3 separate regions of the Macaca mulatta genome follow, and all the other regions are linked to region 1. Evidence: chromatin contacts called from public Hi-C data. All regions are on one chromosome and are shown on one strand. Each heading gives the region's core, a stretch centred on a gene start, on an enhancer-like site or on the middle of the called end of the contact. The rest is flanking DNA. Distances are from core to core; before and after follow the strand shown.

What was found. A called contact is a pair of places that touch in the nucleus more often than the background predicts.
Region 2: a Hi-C map of liver shows a contact between it and region 1, with 3 times the contacts expected there. The contact joins the enhancer-like site here to the promoter of KHK in region 1. A contact is called at or near these places in 4 of 14 Hi-C or Micro-C datasets (cortical neurons, fetal cortex germinal zone, fetal cortical plate and 1 more).
Region 3: a Hi-C map of liver shows a contact between it and region 1, with 2.9 times the contacts expected there. The contact joins the promoter of MAPRE3 here to the promoter of KHK in region 1. A contact is called at or near these places in 2 of 14 Hi-C or Micro-C datasets (fetal cortex germinal zone and liver).

The regions. Positions count from the first base shown.
Region 1 is chr13:97,911,852-97,916,734 of T2T-MMU8v2.0, reverse strand. It overlaps KHK (ketohexokinase), which reads left to right and starts at 2,261. Exons shown (of 8, transcript XM_077959977.1): 1 at 2,261-2,924. The coding sequence starts at 2,833. EMILIN1 (elastin microfibril interfacer 1) reads left to right here. Exons shown (of 8, transcript NM_001260908.1): 5 at 1-98; 6 at 559-576; 7 at 728-865; 8 at 1,256-1,952. The coding sequence ends at 1,593.
Region 2 is chr13:97,802,199-97,807,081 of T2T-MMU8v2.0, reverse strand. No RefSeq gene overlaps it. Among named protein-coding and RNA genes, the nearest start is that of SLC5A6, 27 kb to the right of the region's middle. Within about 2 kb of position 2,696, at least 5 of the 40 cell types and tissues checked have an H3K27ac peak or open chromatin away from gene starts, as enhancers often do. A contact at or near this core is called in liver, where this site is marked.
Region 3 is chr13:98,029,481-98,034,363 of T2T-MMU8v2.0, reverse strand. It overlaps MAPRE3 (microtubule associated protein RP/EB family member 3), which reads left to right and starts at 3,014. Exons shown (of 8, transcript XR_013402945.1): 1 at 3,014-3,179.

The DNA.
Region 1 (4,883 bases), core at 1,012-3,511:
GCCCCCAGGGCCTCCTGGGCTGCAGGGGCCCCCAGGCCCTGCTGGACCTCCAGGATCGCCAGGCAAGGACGGGCAAGAGGGGCCCATTGGGCCACCAGGTATGTGCACTGAGACCCTTGCTGCAGTCAGGGTTGCCACTGCCCACCCTCCAACCCTGACCCCCTCTGGCAGCCCCAGGCTTGACATTCCACTCTGAACTTGACAAGGGGAATTGGGTCCTACTTGACTGATAGGGAAAATCAGAGGAAAGTGAGGAGGAACTGTGATAGTCACTGTGTTTGGTTAATGGGTAATAGGAGGCTAATGGATAATGTTGGCCCCACTGCAGTACTGGAGACTAAAGCTGAGTCTATTATGGCTGACTGGGGTGTGAAAAGCTGGGATGGCCCAGCAGTTGAACAGAATGGACCCTACCTATTCCTATTTTTCTTGATACCCCAATTCCTTCTTTGAAGTCCATGTAGCACCCAGCACAACAGGAGAGCCTCAGCAGATGTTTGCTGAGTGACTTAGTGAGAGCTGCTTTACTTCTCACTGCTCCCTTTCCTCTTCTCACAGGTCCTCAAGGTGAACAGGGTGAGTGCCTTTCATTTGATTCTTGGGGGAGAAGCGACTAGGGGTTGGAGGATGGAGGTCCTCGGGCAGCCCTGGGCTGGGGATCCAGCAGGGGAAGGGGGCTGGCACTCTGCCCTGAGCATCCCCTTTAACACCCACCCTTCCTGCTCAGGAGTGGAGGGGGCACCAGCAGCCCCTGTGCCCCGAGTGGCATTTTCAGCTGCCCTGAGTTTGCCCCGGTCTGAACCAGGCACGGTCCCCTTCGACAGAGTCCTGCTCAATGATGGAGGCTATTATGATCCAGAGACAGGTAGGCCTGGGAGGGGCTGGGTTGAACAGTTGGAGAAATGGGTAAGGTGTGCAGTGTTATCTTCCCATTCTTGCCTCTTCCGACAGTGTGAATCTTTTCATTCTCTGATTTGGGGAGACCTCGGCTCTTTCTTCATTTATTCATTCTCAGCCAGTGGGGAGAAGTAGTAGTCATTCATTCATTCATTCATTCAGCAGATCTCTACTGGGGTCTGCTCCTGCCCAGGCACTGTTTTAAGGGCTGGGGATGCATAGTGAACAAAGCCCCAAGTTCCCTGCTGCTTGCATTCCAGTGAGGGGAAAAGACCCAGCGGGTCCCTCCAGAGTCCAGGAGTTCTGGTGCGCTCCCCGGAGCTTCCCTGGCCCCCCTGACTGCTATCCTTGTTCCCAGGCGTGTTCACAGCGCCACTGGCCGGACGCTACTTGCTGAGCGCGGTGCTGACTGGGCACCGGCACGAGAAAGTGGAGGCCGTGCTGTCCCGCTCCAACCAGGGCGTGGCCCGCGTAGACTCCGGCGGCTACGAGCCCGAGGGCCTGGAGAATAAGCCGGTGGCCGAGAGCCAGCCCAGCCCGGGCACCCTGGGCGTCTTCAGCCTCATCCTGCCGCTGCAGGCCGGGGACACGGTCTGCGTCGACTTGGTCATGGGGCAGCTGGCGCACTCGGAGGAGCCGCTCACCATCTTCAGCGGGGCCCTGCTCTATGGGGACCCAGAGCTTGAACACGCGTAGACTGGGGTCCCGCCCGACGTGTCTACGCCGGCTGAAGAGACAGCGGGGGCGGCAGGCTCCCGGGGTCCCGCCTGGGACGCAGCACCCAGCCCTGGGCGAGCGCCGCACCCGGGCCCGCAGCGGCACCGCGCCCAGAGGGGCCTCTCCCCAGGCCCGGGGCGCGCCGGCTCAGGGAGGCCCGGGGCCGCCCATGGAGACTTTTGGCCTGGCGCGATACCTCCGGAACCCCTCCAGGGCCGGCCTGCGGAAGAGCCGATCCTCGCACCCTCCGCTCCCTCCAGTGGCCCTCCAGGCAGAGTCCCTGGGGCTCCAGGCTCCCCCGCGCGGGCGCCGCCCACCGCCGTACTAAACGATCCAGGAATAAAGACACTTGGTTTTTCTAAAAAAAACTAAACGAACCGTTCTGCTCCGGTACGGGGTCGGGGGCTGCCAGGCGTGCACAGGGCACGGGGCGGGAGAGACCGTGGCCTCCGGAGGGAACCCCGGGTACCGCACTGCGCTCGCCGCCTCCGCCCGGCTCGGGGCTGCTGGCGGTTGGCTCAGGCAGCAAGCGGCGCCTGCCCCGCTTCTGCGACATCTCCCTAGCGTCCCGCCCATTTCGCCGGCGTCCGCCAGGGGGCGCTCGGCGTTCCCGCCACGTGAGGCTGCCGCCCACCCGGCGGGTCCCGCTGCTCCGCGGCGGAGGCGTGGCCTCGGCTGGGACTAACCCGGGCGGGGCCGGGCAGCCGCGACCACGGTCTTCAGGCAGGGCTGCAGATGCAGGCCCAGCTCTACCTCGCGGGCCCAGGGTCGGGAGTCCGAGACGCAGGTGCAGCAGAGGGCGGGGCACGTAGCGCATTTCCAGCGCATTTTCTCTTTGCATTCTCGAGATCGCTTAGCCGCGCTTTAGAAAGGTTTGCATCAGCTCCGAGTCCATCTGACAAGCGAGGAAACTGAGGCTGAGAAGTGGGAGGCGTTGCCATCTGCAGGCCCAGGCAACCTGCTACGGGAAGACCGGGGGCCAAGACCTCCGGGTTGGCTTTCCCAGGCCAGCTTGGGTCTTCGGGTGTCGGGAGCAAAGGCCCAGCTCCTTTCGTTTCCTGCACCCCTCGCCGCTGCAGGTGGCTCCCTGGAGGAGGAGCTCCCACGCGGAGGAGGAGCCAGGGCAGCTGGGAGCGAGGACACCATCCTCCTGGATAACAGGCAGAGGCCGGGAGGAACCCGTCAGTCGGGCGGGCAGGAAGCTCTGGGATCAGCCTCATGGAAGAGAAGCAGATCCTGTGCGTGGGGCTAGTGGTGCTGGACGTCATCAGCCTGGTGGACAAGTACCCTAAGGAGGACTCAGAGATAAGGTAGGGGCGCCCAGGTCCCCTAGGGGACCCCAGCGGCTGCTGCAGTCCAGCATTTGTGCCAGCGACCGAGGCTGCAGAGACCCCGCAGTGAGGCCCTGAGAGCCCAGCTTCAAGGCCGGACCGGCGCCCTCTACCCGGGAGTCCTGGGGGGGCTCCCAGTATGAGAGAAGAGAGGAAGGAATGAGGTCTTTAATAAGACGACCCAGGATTTAATAGCATTGTGTTAGCCAATTTCCATTTCAACTTAGGGACGGTGTCAGGCATCAGGATCCCCATTTTACTGATAAGCAAGTATAGATTCAGAGACGAAGGGGCTTATCCAGGGGCACACAGCTACCAAGGTGCAGGACCCGTTTCCTGCTTCTGCTGCTTCTTTTTAAACCCACTTGCCTCTCATCAACATTTACTTCTAACTTATTTATCACACATATCTCGCACCTATTCCTGAGAAAGATTTGAGGTAGTTTACAGTAAAAAGTATGTACAGTTACACTGTTGCAGAACATTTAAGACCGTGGTATTTGAGCTTTGACTATAGCTCAGAGCTTGCTGGTACTGGAGGCAAACATGAGATGTCATGGTTTATGTATGGATAGAACTGATTCATGAGCCCCAGCAAGCTTTTTCCTGGTGCTAAATTCCAAGAGGAGTTTACCAGAAGTCCTCTTCACAAAGGTCAGTGAACACTGTTTAGTAGTGGAAACATCCTTCTCAGTTGTCTGCTGGAAACTGAAGTCACTTGTTGGTTCTTTTTTTTTTTTTTGAGACAGGGTTTCATTGTGTCCTCCAGGCTGGAGTGCAGTGGCGGCGCAACCATGCTCACTGCAGCCTTGACCTCCCAGACTCAAGTGATCCTCCCACCTCAGCCTCCTGAGTAGCTGGGACTACACACGCACGTCACCGTCAGAGCTGTATTTTAAATTTTGTGTAGGGATGGTTTCTCACTATGTTGATCAGGGTGGTCTTGAGCTCCTGGGCTCAAGCAGTCCTCCTGCCTTGACCTCTCAAAGTGCTGGGATTACAGGCGTGAGCCACTGCATCCAGCTGATTTGTTGGTTCTTTTTCTTTTTGAGATGGAGTCTCGCTCTGTTGCCCAGGATGGAATGCAGTGGCACGATCTTGGCTCACTGCAACCTCCGCCTCCTGGATTCAAGCAATTCTCCTGCCTCAACCTCCTGGGTAGCTGGGATTACAGGCATATGCCATCATGCCCGGCTTTTTGTTTGTTTGTTTGCTTTTGGTTTTTTTTTTGTAGAGACAGGGGTTTTCTTTGTAGAGACATGTTGGCCATGCTGGTCTCAAACTCCTGACCTCAAGTTATCTGCCCGTCTCAGTCCCCCAAAGTGCTGAGATTACAGGCATGAGCCACCACACCCGGCTTATTGGTTCTTGTATTTCCTCTTGCTAAGGGCCCCACCATTAGTTATGCTGTAATGCTGTGAAGGCATTTCTGTGGGGCGGGACACTAGCTTTCTCTTGGTGCAGTCAGTGAGTGCTTAGAACATTGAGAATTGCTCCTGGGCTATATTAGTTGTCCCAGCTAAGAACTGGATAAGAGGCAGTTCAAGACTGAACTCCAGAAAGACACGACAGCACTGATGACTGAGAGGCTAACTGAGGTGAGAGACCCCAGCACTCCCCAGGCTTTGGGGTCACAAAGCACCATCACATATATTATTTTATACTCTCCTCCCAGCAGCCCATGGAAACTGTGTAAAGATCAGTGAAATCTTTTATATACATAAAGAAGCTGAAGATTTGGAGAAGTTTTCTAAGGCCACAGAGTTAAATGGTGGCACAGCAGCAGCTGCAGCTCCTAGCATGGAGTCCAGGGTCCCTGCCCTCTGTCATCTCCTGTATACCCTGTCCCTTTGCTGTTCTTGGAGTTGACCCTTTACTTTGGTTTGCCAGAGGTTAGGGCCCCTTGCCAGGGGTGCAGGGACAGTGGGGAAGGGGCAC
Region 2 (4,883 bases), core at 1,447-3,946, 110 kb after region 1:
GGGAGGCTGAGGTCAGCGAGGATCACCTGAGATCAGGGGTTTGAGACCACCCTGGCCAACATGGAGAAACCTCGTCTCTACTAAAAATACAAAATTAACCAGGCGTGATGGTGCACACCTGTAATCCCAGCTACTCAGGAGGCTGAGGCACAAGAATTGCTTGAGCCTGGGAGGCAGAGGTTGCAGTGAGCCGATATCGTACCACAGCACGCCAGCCTGCGACAGGGTGAGACTCTGTCTCAAAAAAAAAAAAAAAAAAAAAAAGAGTTCAACGAGTTCAGCCCTCTCTTGGCTCCTTCCCTCCCTCCCCAACCATACACAAACATGCAACCACAAACTCTCTTGCCCTTCTGCCTTCCACCACAGGATGACAAAGCCAAAAAAGAGAAGGCCTTCACCAGAGGTGGCCCCTCAATCTTAGACTTCCCAGCCTCCAGAACCATGAGCCAAATAAATTTCTTCTTTTGATAAATCATGCAGTCACTGGTATTCTGTTATAGTAATTCAAAACAGACTAAGACAGCCCATATGCTTTCATTTTCCAAAATTGTGTTGACATATTTTGACTCCTGTCATAATTTTTCCCTTCTCTTTAACCCTGTGAGTTTATGGTCCTTTTATTTCTTTACTGTTATTACAGTGGGGATTTGGGAGGGAACAGATAAATGCATATTCAGTCTTTCGTGTTCACTTACAGAAGCTCTTCTTTAATCAAGTCTACAACATAAATATAGTTTAGGAAATGAATACTGCTTTTTCATGAATGCATATAAGTCTATCTCTGGGGCCAGGTTCTCTGACAGAAAATATAGGTGTTTACCAGTCACGTTCCCAATAATTGTCTCCATGAAAGCCATTGGATTTTTTGGTTCCAAGGGAGACACACTTAAAAGGACTGCCACATGGTTTCCAGTCCGGCTGCCAGAATTGCCAGTGCTACTTGGGCTGTGATGAAACAGAGTTCACACAGTCTGACAGACAAGTGGTTTTACGTGGGGGCTGTGAGAGCTGGGGCAGCCCACTGACAGTGGTAAGCTGGAGATCTGGCAAAAGGGTTGTGGGTTTCTGTATGTCTATGAGTAGCATCCCAGTATTCACACATATAATCAGCACCCAAAAAGGCCTTTTCATTACCTACATTGTAATCACCCCCTTATGGAAGCTCATAAAAATAGTGTTGAAATAGCATTGACTCCCATAGGAAACATTGCCTTTCCTCCTCATCATTTCTACAGCACCTTGATCTTCAGTCCCAAGGGGTCTTTGAAAAGGCAGTCATACTCAATTAAGTGTCTTCCAAACAGAGATAACTCCAGGGTCTCAGGAAGCAGCTGGCCTGTGTTTCACTCTCTTCTGGGTGCTGCAGCAAAGCTACAGAACACTAGGTGGTGGTTTTTAAAATTTTGGATGGCACAAATGTAAACTGGTAACATGCCCTATACACATCTTAGTTTTAAAAACACTGTCCCTGTTCATCTTAGTCAGCCGACTCTGAGCATTTTTATTTTACTCTGTAATATTATAAAACTGTGATCTTTGATCTCCCCCTGCTGCCTCCCTTCCAACCCCACCCCCAACCACTGCCTCCAAAAAGCACACACACACACACACACCCCCCCACACGCACACGATACTAGCCACCCTTATGCTTATGTGAAAATGCTGGGCTGTGTAAACTGGAACTGAAAAGATGGAGGTGTTGTCCCCCTGTAGGGTTGGCCAGATTTAGAAATAAAAATATAGGATGTTGGCCGGGCGCGGCGGCTCATGCCTGTAATCCCAGCACTTTGGGAGGCCGAGGCGGGCAGATCACGAGGTCAGGAGATCGAGACCATCCTGGCTAACACGGTGAAATCCTGTCTCTACTAAAAATACAAAAAATTAGCCGGGTGCGGTGGCGGGCGCCTGTAGTCCCAGCTACTCAGGAGACTGAAGCGGAGAATGGTGTGAACCCGGGAGGCGGAGCATGCGGGATCGCGCCACTGCACTCTGGCCTGGGTGACAGAGCGAGACTCTGTCTCAAAAAACAAAAACAAAACAAAACAAAACAACAACAAAAAAATACAGGATGCCCAATTGAAACTGAATTTCAGATAAACAATGAATAGGCAACCCCAGGCACTGAGGATGAACTTCGATTGAGCAGAGTGTTAATCCTCTCCTCGTTGCTAGTGATTGGTTGGGGGTGGGCTCATAACACAGTTCTGACCAATTGGAGTAGAGGAGAAATCTTCCAAGGGCTTCTGAGAAAGATTTTCCTCCCTAATTAAAAACAGAGAGAGTGTGTGTTCCTTATGCTTCCTGCCTTCAGTGATCATCACGTGAAGATATGGTGCTGGGAACAGCGGAGATCATCTTGTCACCGGGAAGGGAAAGTCACGAGAAAGTCAGAGAGACTGAGCCAGAACTATGACATTGTGGAACTTCTGAATTAGGCAGCTCGGGGATTCTCTTTTCCAGGCCTTTTATGGGAAATAATGAATGTCCTCAGTTTGAGTCACTTTTAGTTGGGTGTTCTGTTTGTGCTGCTGAAAGCACCCTCAATGATTTAGCTGAAAGTTTTTGAAGCTCACTCAACAAGTATTAAATTGCTGTGGTTAGTAGACCCAGAACTCGGCTAAAGAAACTTATCTCACTCAAATAAACAAAATTATATTATTAGAAGATCCACTGGTCCAAAAGTGTTGCACGGGTCTGTCTCAACTTCTCACAGTTTAGGAATCACAGAAACCCTCCCACAGACTTTGAGAAGTGGGCAGGAGACAGGATGAATTGGCTGTTCTTGCTAACAGTTCTCTGTGTCCTCGCTGTCATTAACAGCTTCAGAGATCTGAACTGGCTTCATGAGGAAGTGCTAGCCAGGCAGGCCAATTCTGTGGGACAGATGGCTGCTGTTTCACAATTGTAGACATTAGAAGGGCAACCTTTAGCCCAGAAGCTGGGGTTGGTGATCCTGAGATATCATTAGCATCTATGGCATCTGTGCTGTCACTTTTGATCACAGTGTGGATAGTACCCACTGTTCATTTGTTTTATTTCTAAACACTCTAAAATGAATGCAATTTATCGAATGTTTAACAGCACAATTCTGACATATGGCAAACTTTTTTTTTTTTTTTTGAGGAGTTTTTGCTTTGTCGCTCAGGCTGAAGTGCAATGGCGCCATATTGGCTCCCTGCAATCTCTGCCTACTGGGTTCAAGTGATTCTCCTGCCTCAGGCTCCCGAGTAGTTAGGATTACAGGCACCCGTCACCATGCCCAGCTAATTTTTGTATTTTTAGTAGAGATGAGGTTTCACCATGTTGGCCAGGCTGGTCTCCAACTCTTGACCTCAGGTGATCCACTCCCCTTGGCCTCCCAAAGTGCTAGGATTACACGTGTGAGCCACTAAGCCCGGCCACAAACATTTTATTTTAAAAAATTTTGCATAGATTATATATATACACAGCATATATAGAATTCACACCAATAAGTCTCCCTTCCCTTCTAGTCTCCCTTTTTCTTCTCTAGAAACAACCATTATTATCAGATTCTTGCATATCCTTCTAGGGTTTTGTATACGTGGACAACCATATAAATATGTATAGCTCCCTTTTTAATACCAATGGTAGAACATAATACGCATTGGCCAAACCTTGGAGATTCTCACACATCATCACTTTTAAAACTATCTCATTCTGTTCAAGGGCTGCCTGGGGTTCTGATGCATGGATGTGCGACAAGGTATTAGCCAATATCCTATTGAGAGACAGTGTGATGGACATGCGTCATGTTTCTTGCCTCACCAGCTCCTTTGGAATGCTTCTAATGTTTTTAGAAAAACTCACTCTCCAGTCTCCTTTGAAGCTCCCCAGATCTGTCCAGTTGCACCCTTGCCAGTCTCCAAATCAGAAGTAGTCCCTAGGAGGAAATGGGCTGTGGGAAGGGCATCCATTTTGCTGGCAAGAATGCACCACAAGCTATAGTTTTGAGAGCAGTAGGGGCTATAAAGCAAGTTCCTGCTGCAGAAGGGATATTGGTAGCCCCAGCATGAGTTACAGTTGTGGCTACAGTCAAGTTCTTGTCAGCAGTCCAAATTGCGGCTTGGAGTTCTTGGTGGCAGCTCAACATTCCGGGTGTTTTCTTCATCTGGCTATTTCTATGTGTGGTTTGCGGCTTTATTTCTTGAGGTTTAGCATCAAGTCTATGCTTCATCCCTCTCAACACTTGTCTTTATAGCAAGTCACTTTTAGCTCACCAACCAGAGTCACATCTGCCACTTGCAACCAAGAATACAGTCTGAGACAGACATGTCATTTTCCTCCCAATTTGTTATTTTTTTAGGACAAAAAGAACCTTGTCATAATTACCCTTCCATATACACCTTTGTGCCTGTGTGTGGGTAAGTCTGTGGCATAAAAATGCTAAAAACAGAATTGCCATATCTGAAGTACTGGGATATTGGGCCAGGCACGGTGGCTCATGCCTGTAATCCCAGCACTCTGGGAGGCCAAGACGGGGAAATCACCTGAGGTCAGGAGTTCAAGATCACCCTGGTCAACATGGTGAAACCCTGTCTCTACTAAAAATAGAAAAATTTGCCAGGCGTGGTGGTGCCCACCTGTAATCCCAGCTACTTGGGAGGTTGCAGCAGGAAAATTGCTTGAACCTGGGAGGCAGAAGTTGCAGTGATTTGAGATTGTGCCACTGTACTCCAGCCTGGGTGACAGAGCAAGACTCTGCCTCAAAAAAAAAAATACTGGGATGTTGATGGCTACTGCCAAATTGACCTCAATGCAATTTTACCAATTTGCACTCCTGCCAAAAATGCATTGCCATACCCTGGTCAGCAGTGTATTATCAAAATTTTTTTAACTTTGCCATTCTGAGAGGTGAAAGGAAT
Region 3 (4,883 bases), core at 1,765-4,264, 120 kb before region 1:
AATTAGCCAGGCATGGTGGTGCATGCCTGTAGTTCCAGCTACTCAGGAGGCTGAGGCATGAGAATTGCTTGAACCTGGGAGGTGGAGGTTGCAGTGAGCTGAGATGATGCCACTGCACTCCAGCCTGGGCGACAGAGCGAGACTCCGGCCCAAAATAACAATAATAATAATAATAATTTGCAAATCATATATTATCTGATAATGGATTTATATCCAGAATATATGGAGAAATCCTAAAACTCAACAACAGAAAACAAACTGTCCGATTCAAAAATGGACGAAGGACTTGACAAGACATTTTTGCAAAGAAATTATACAAATGATCGATAAGCACTAAGACAACATAAAGAGTCGTCCAGTCAGCACCCTGCTGTTTAAGTTTCAGCCACCGTCTGACTCACACCTTGAGCTAGAACCATCCAACCACGGGCTTCCTGAATTCCCATCCCACAGAAACAGAGATAACGAAATGGTTGTTGCTTTAAACCACTGAATTGGAGTGATTCATTTTGTAGCAATAGTTAATGACACATGGTAAAATGTTAATATGTAGAGAATCTGGGTGAAGGGTATAAAGGAACTCTTTGTAGAATGGGCCTCTACCTTGTGTGTGACAAAGGGGTGGGGTTACAAGGATCATAGCCTCTTCTCAGGATTACTCAAGGCAGTCTCCCACCCAAGTCTACACCGTAACAATGAAGCTGAGCTGCAACTTCAGAATGGGAAAGCAAGATAAACTGAGCATGCAATTTCCCTGTTGCCTTGGTGACACCCAGATACCCTGCAGATGCGGTTAGAAACAGCTTCAGTTGTCCAACTCTCTGGCTAGAAAAAAGTGTAGCCTGAGTTTTTACACTCCTAACCCCTTGATTTGTTTGGGGAATTATTGTCTACAAAGAGCTCTCTCCTTTCTGAGAATTACTTTAGGTGGAAGAAGAGACTATGTGCTGTGTCCCTTCTCTTTTCTCACTCTATTTGTAACTTTTTTCCTTCTTTTTTCCCCAAGAAAATGGGCTCAGTTGGGGTGCTTTGGCACCAATAGTCCTGCGGTGGAATTTGTGGGAGCTAGACAGGGAGATTTGGAAGATAATGCTAGGTTGTGAGTTCTTGCTTTTGAGTTGTTTGAAGAGAATGCAGCATCTCTGGCATGTCAACAAGCCCAGCAGAATCCAGTAACATTCACCAAAAGGGCTTGATTAGAGTTGGTTACGGGATGATCAGGATGGTTAGGTGTGAAGAGCTTACGCTGATTATGGAGGGTACGGGAGTCACGGGGTTGGTACCCAGTGAGGAAATTTACCTTAGTAGAAACATTTGGGATAGTGTAGAATAGAGAAGTGCTAGAGGCAAGGATTCAGGAAATAGAGAATGCCAGAGTCTCAATTAACAGGATGGAAAGCTAAGGAGATGAGAGACTTTTAATAGTAGCATAGTACTAAAAGACAAACTATGTGTAAAGGTATTAGAAAAATGGGGATTGAGACTCTGAGGCAGTTAGGCCAGAGAAAAGAAGAAGGAAAACATTCGTCTTCATTTGATTCAATTACATAAACATTTCTCAGAATCTACTATGGGTCACATGCTGTGGTGGATGCTGAGGGAGCTGATGAAAAAGACAGAATTCCTGCCCACCAGGGTCACATAGTCTGATTGGAGACACAGACACGTAAACAAATGACTAGTGTAAGGTGTGTGTAAGAAAGGAGGAATGTACAGGGTGGGTACAAAGGTGACCTCAAGGCATCCACGGGAGTCAGGGCTGAGGGAGGAAGAGCCAGAAGACATCAGCACAAAGAGAACCAAGATGTTGAAGTCACAGGGGAAAAGAACATACTGGAGCCCTAGGCAGAGCAGTGCAGGACAAGGACAGCAAGCGTGGAGAGAAACGGCGGGATCCAGAAGAACCTAGGAGATCCATAACAGCACGATTGGGGGAGGGAATTCGGGAACACAAATGGACATGTCAGAGGGAGCTAGTTATGAGGAAGTAGACTGCAAACCAGATAGTGAGCAAGATGAAGAAATAAGAGGTTTTTATCCTTGCAAATGGGAGAGAAACAATAAGGCTGACAAAAACTCAAGTGATCTGTAGATAGACGATTTCGTTAGCTCGATTTAAGGGTAAAGGTGTACACTCTCTGGTAGGAGATGAAAGGGGATGTTTAAAACAGGTAGAAAAAATTGGGCTGGGCACGGTGTCTCATGCCTGTAATCCCACCACTTTGGGAGGCCGAGGCAGGTGGATCATCTGAGGTCTGGAGTTCGAGACCAGCCTGGCCGACATGGTGAAACCCCATCTCTACTACTACTAAAAAAAAAAAAAAAAAAAAAAAAAAAAAAAAAAAATAGCCTGGTGTGGTGCCGCGCGCCTGTAGTCCCAGCTACTCGGGAGACTGAGGCAGGAGAATGGCTTGAACCCAGGAGGCGGAGGTTGCAGCGAGTCAAGATCGCGCCATTGCACTCCAGCCTGGGGGACAAGAGTGAAACTCCGTCCCAAAGAAAAAGAAAAAAAAATGAATTTGGGGATTAGAGAAAAAGACTGTGATTGGAACCCGCACACCAAGAGAGGAGATAAAACCCAGCCTTAGCTCTTCCATGTCGCTGAAAGAGAAGAAAACGTCTCTTTTTCCTTTTCCGTAGCCATAAAAGATGAAAATCCGTCATCCAGCTACTGGAATCAGGTGTACACGGTTGTTCCTCCCGTGATGAGACAGGGCGGAGGGATTGTTACCCTGTTGCCAAGGAAAAAGGAAGGGGCTGTTCCCAGTTGCTATGGTGACGAGGTAGGCGCGTTCCCTCGGTACCGCCGCACACGTCTGAGGCGGTCTCGTCTCCTCGTTGCTACGGCAACGCAATGGGCCTGTTCCCGTCGCCCCCCGCCTCCCGCCGCAGTCGCTAAGGCAAGGTGGAGGTAGGGGCTGTCCTCCTCCCGCCGCTCAGTTGCCTTGGAGACGGCGGGTGCCCTGGCCCCGCCCCGCTCGGACTGACAGCGGCGGCCGCATCGCGCCTGCGCAGTGCCCTCGTCCCCCGCAGTCTCTGTGCGTTGAAGCCGGAGACCGCGGCGGCCTCAGCGAGGACCCTTCGCCCCGGAGCCGCCGGCCGGGACCGCAGCCTCTGCCGCAGCGCCCCCACCACCTGTCCCCTCCCCCGCCGCCTCCGCCGGAGCCGCCTCGCGCACTGTGAGTCCGGGCAGAGGCGACGGACGCCGTGGGGCTGAGTCAGCGGGAGGCCCGGGCCCGGGCTGGGGGAGGGGAACAGGGCTCCCCCCGCCCCCGCCTCCCCACCCGTACCCCCGCACCCCGACCGCACCTTCCCCGTGCCGGTCAACCCCCTCCATCCCTGTCGCCAGGTTCCCTCCGGCCTCGGCGGCCCGGCCTCCCCAGCCACTCCCCCTCCCCTTCTCTCCCCTCCCCTTCCCTCAGTCTCTCCGGATCCACCTTGGAGGTCCTTCCCCACTAGACGTGGCCACCGCACCTCTGCCCTGGACTGATATTTCCCGCAAACTACCTCCCGTCCTCCCTTGTCCCTTCTCCCTCCTCCTCACTCCTCCTAGGCCTGACATCTCCCGGCCTCTCTGGTTTTCCCCAGTGATGTGCCAGAAAGAGTGACAGGAGAGCGAGGGGAGACTTGGGGGAGGGGGAACCTTGCGCCGGGCCCAGCCTGGGGGCCTCGGGTTTCTTCCCCACACGCTCCTGCGTGGCTGGTTTGGGGAAGCAGGTCTGGAGAGTTCTCACGGGCTGCTCAGAGATTGCAGGGCTTTTCGAATAGATCTGGCTGGGAAGGGTTCAGCTCCATCGTGATCATCTAGCGTTTAGTGAACGCGGCTTGTGCCTGGTTGCCTTCTAGTGGGCTGAGCTACTGCCCAGCCGGTGTGGCGGCGCGGGGAGTAGAAGTAGTGGAGGGAAGGGAAAAAAGGTTGCTTTTGGGAGCTCAAAGTTGCTGCGCTTCCGGTGTGTTGTTGTGAATAAGCATCTTGCGGTACTCTTTAAAATGCATTTTTTTTTTTTTTTTAAATCGCACTACAACCCTGGTATAATGTGAGGTTTGGAAACAGGCCTGATAGCATCCATAGGAAGTGCTTACTGTGTATATATGAAGGGGCTGTGGCAGGACTTGATCTTGGATTCCTGTAAATTAACTAATTGGATAGTAGTGATAGTTTTAACATAACGAGTGCCGAGTTGAGAGGAAGGAGAAAAATCGAAGCTTCTCCGTGGTGTAGGTGTGAGGCCTGTACACTGTGCCTCCTCCAGCTGTGTGTCTGTGTGGGGGCTGTCACCAGATAGGGGTTCTAGCATATTTGGACAATTCCCTGGGTTATGTTTGCTACCCCTCCACCTGCCCATCTTGCAGTCCCTGTTCTTGGAATAGAGGAGGATCCCAAACAGTTCTCTTTTTCCAGGAGAACTGAGCTGAAGTCACAGTTAGTGCCCAGAGCCAGAAACTCTTAATAAACATGTCTCAACTTGAGGGCCCCTAACTACTATGTGTGTACCTCATTGACAACTTCTTTTTTATTTGGCTTCCAAATTTCAGTATGCTGTTAGAAAACACGTGTAAATATAAGCCAGACCTACCGCACAAGAGGCTTTGGGATTTTTACTCCGGATGGTAAAAGGAACTCATGGTCCATTTCTAAAAATCATGGTGAAGGAGCCACTCATTTGGAGTTTCTGGGGTTGCAAACAGTGAGAAATAACTATTTCACTCCTTTCCTTTGCTCAATCATGGTCTATTGGCAGCCTCCTCAGAGCCACTCCCTGCCCCCATGCCCATCAGATTAGTTTACAGTAGCCAAGACGGCTGTCGCCCTAGTTTTAAACATAGAGATGAAGTTCAGAAAAACTATAGCCGCCATCCAGCAGGGCAGTTTCTTCTGTTTC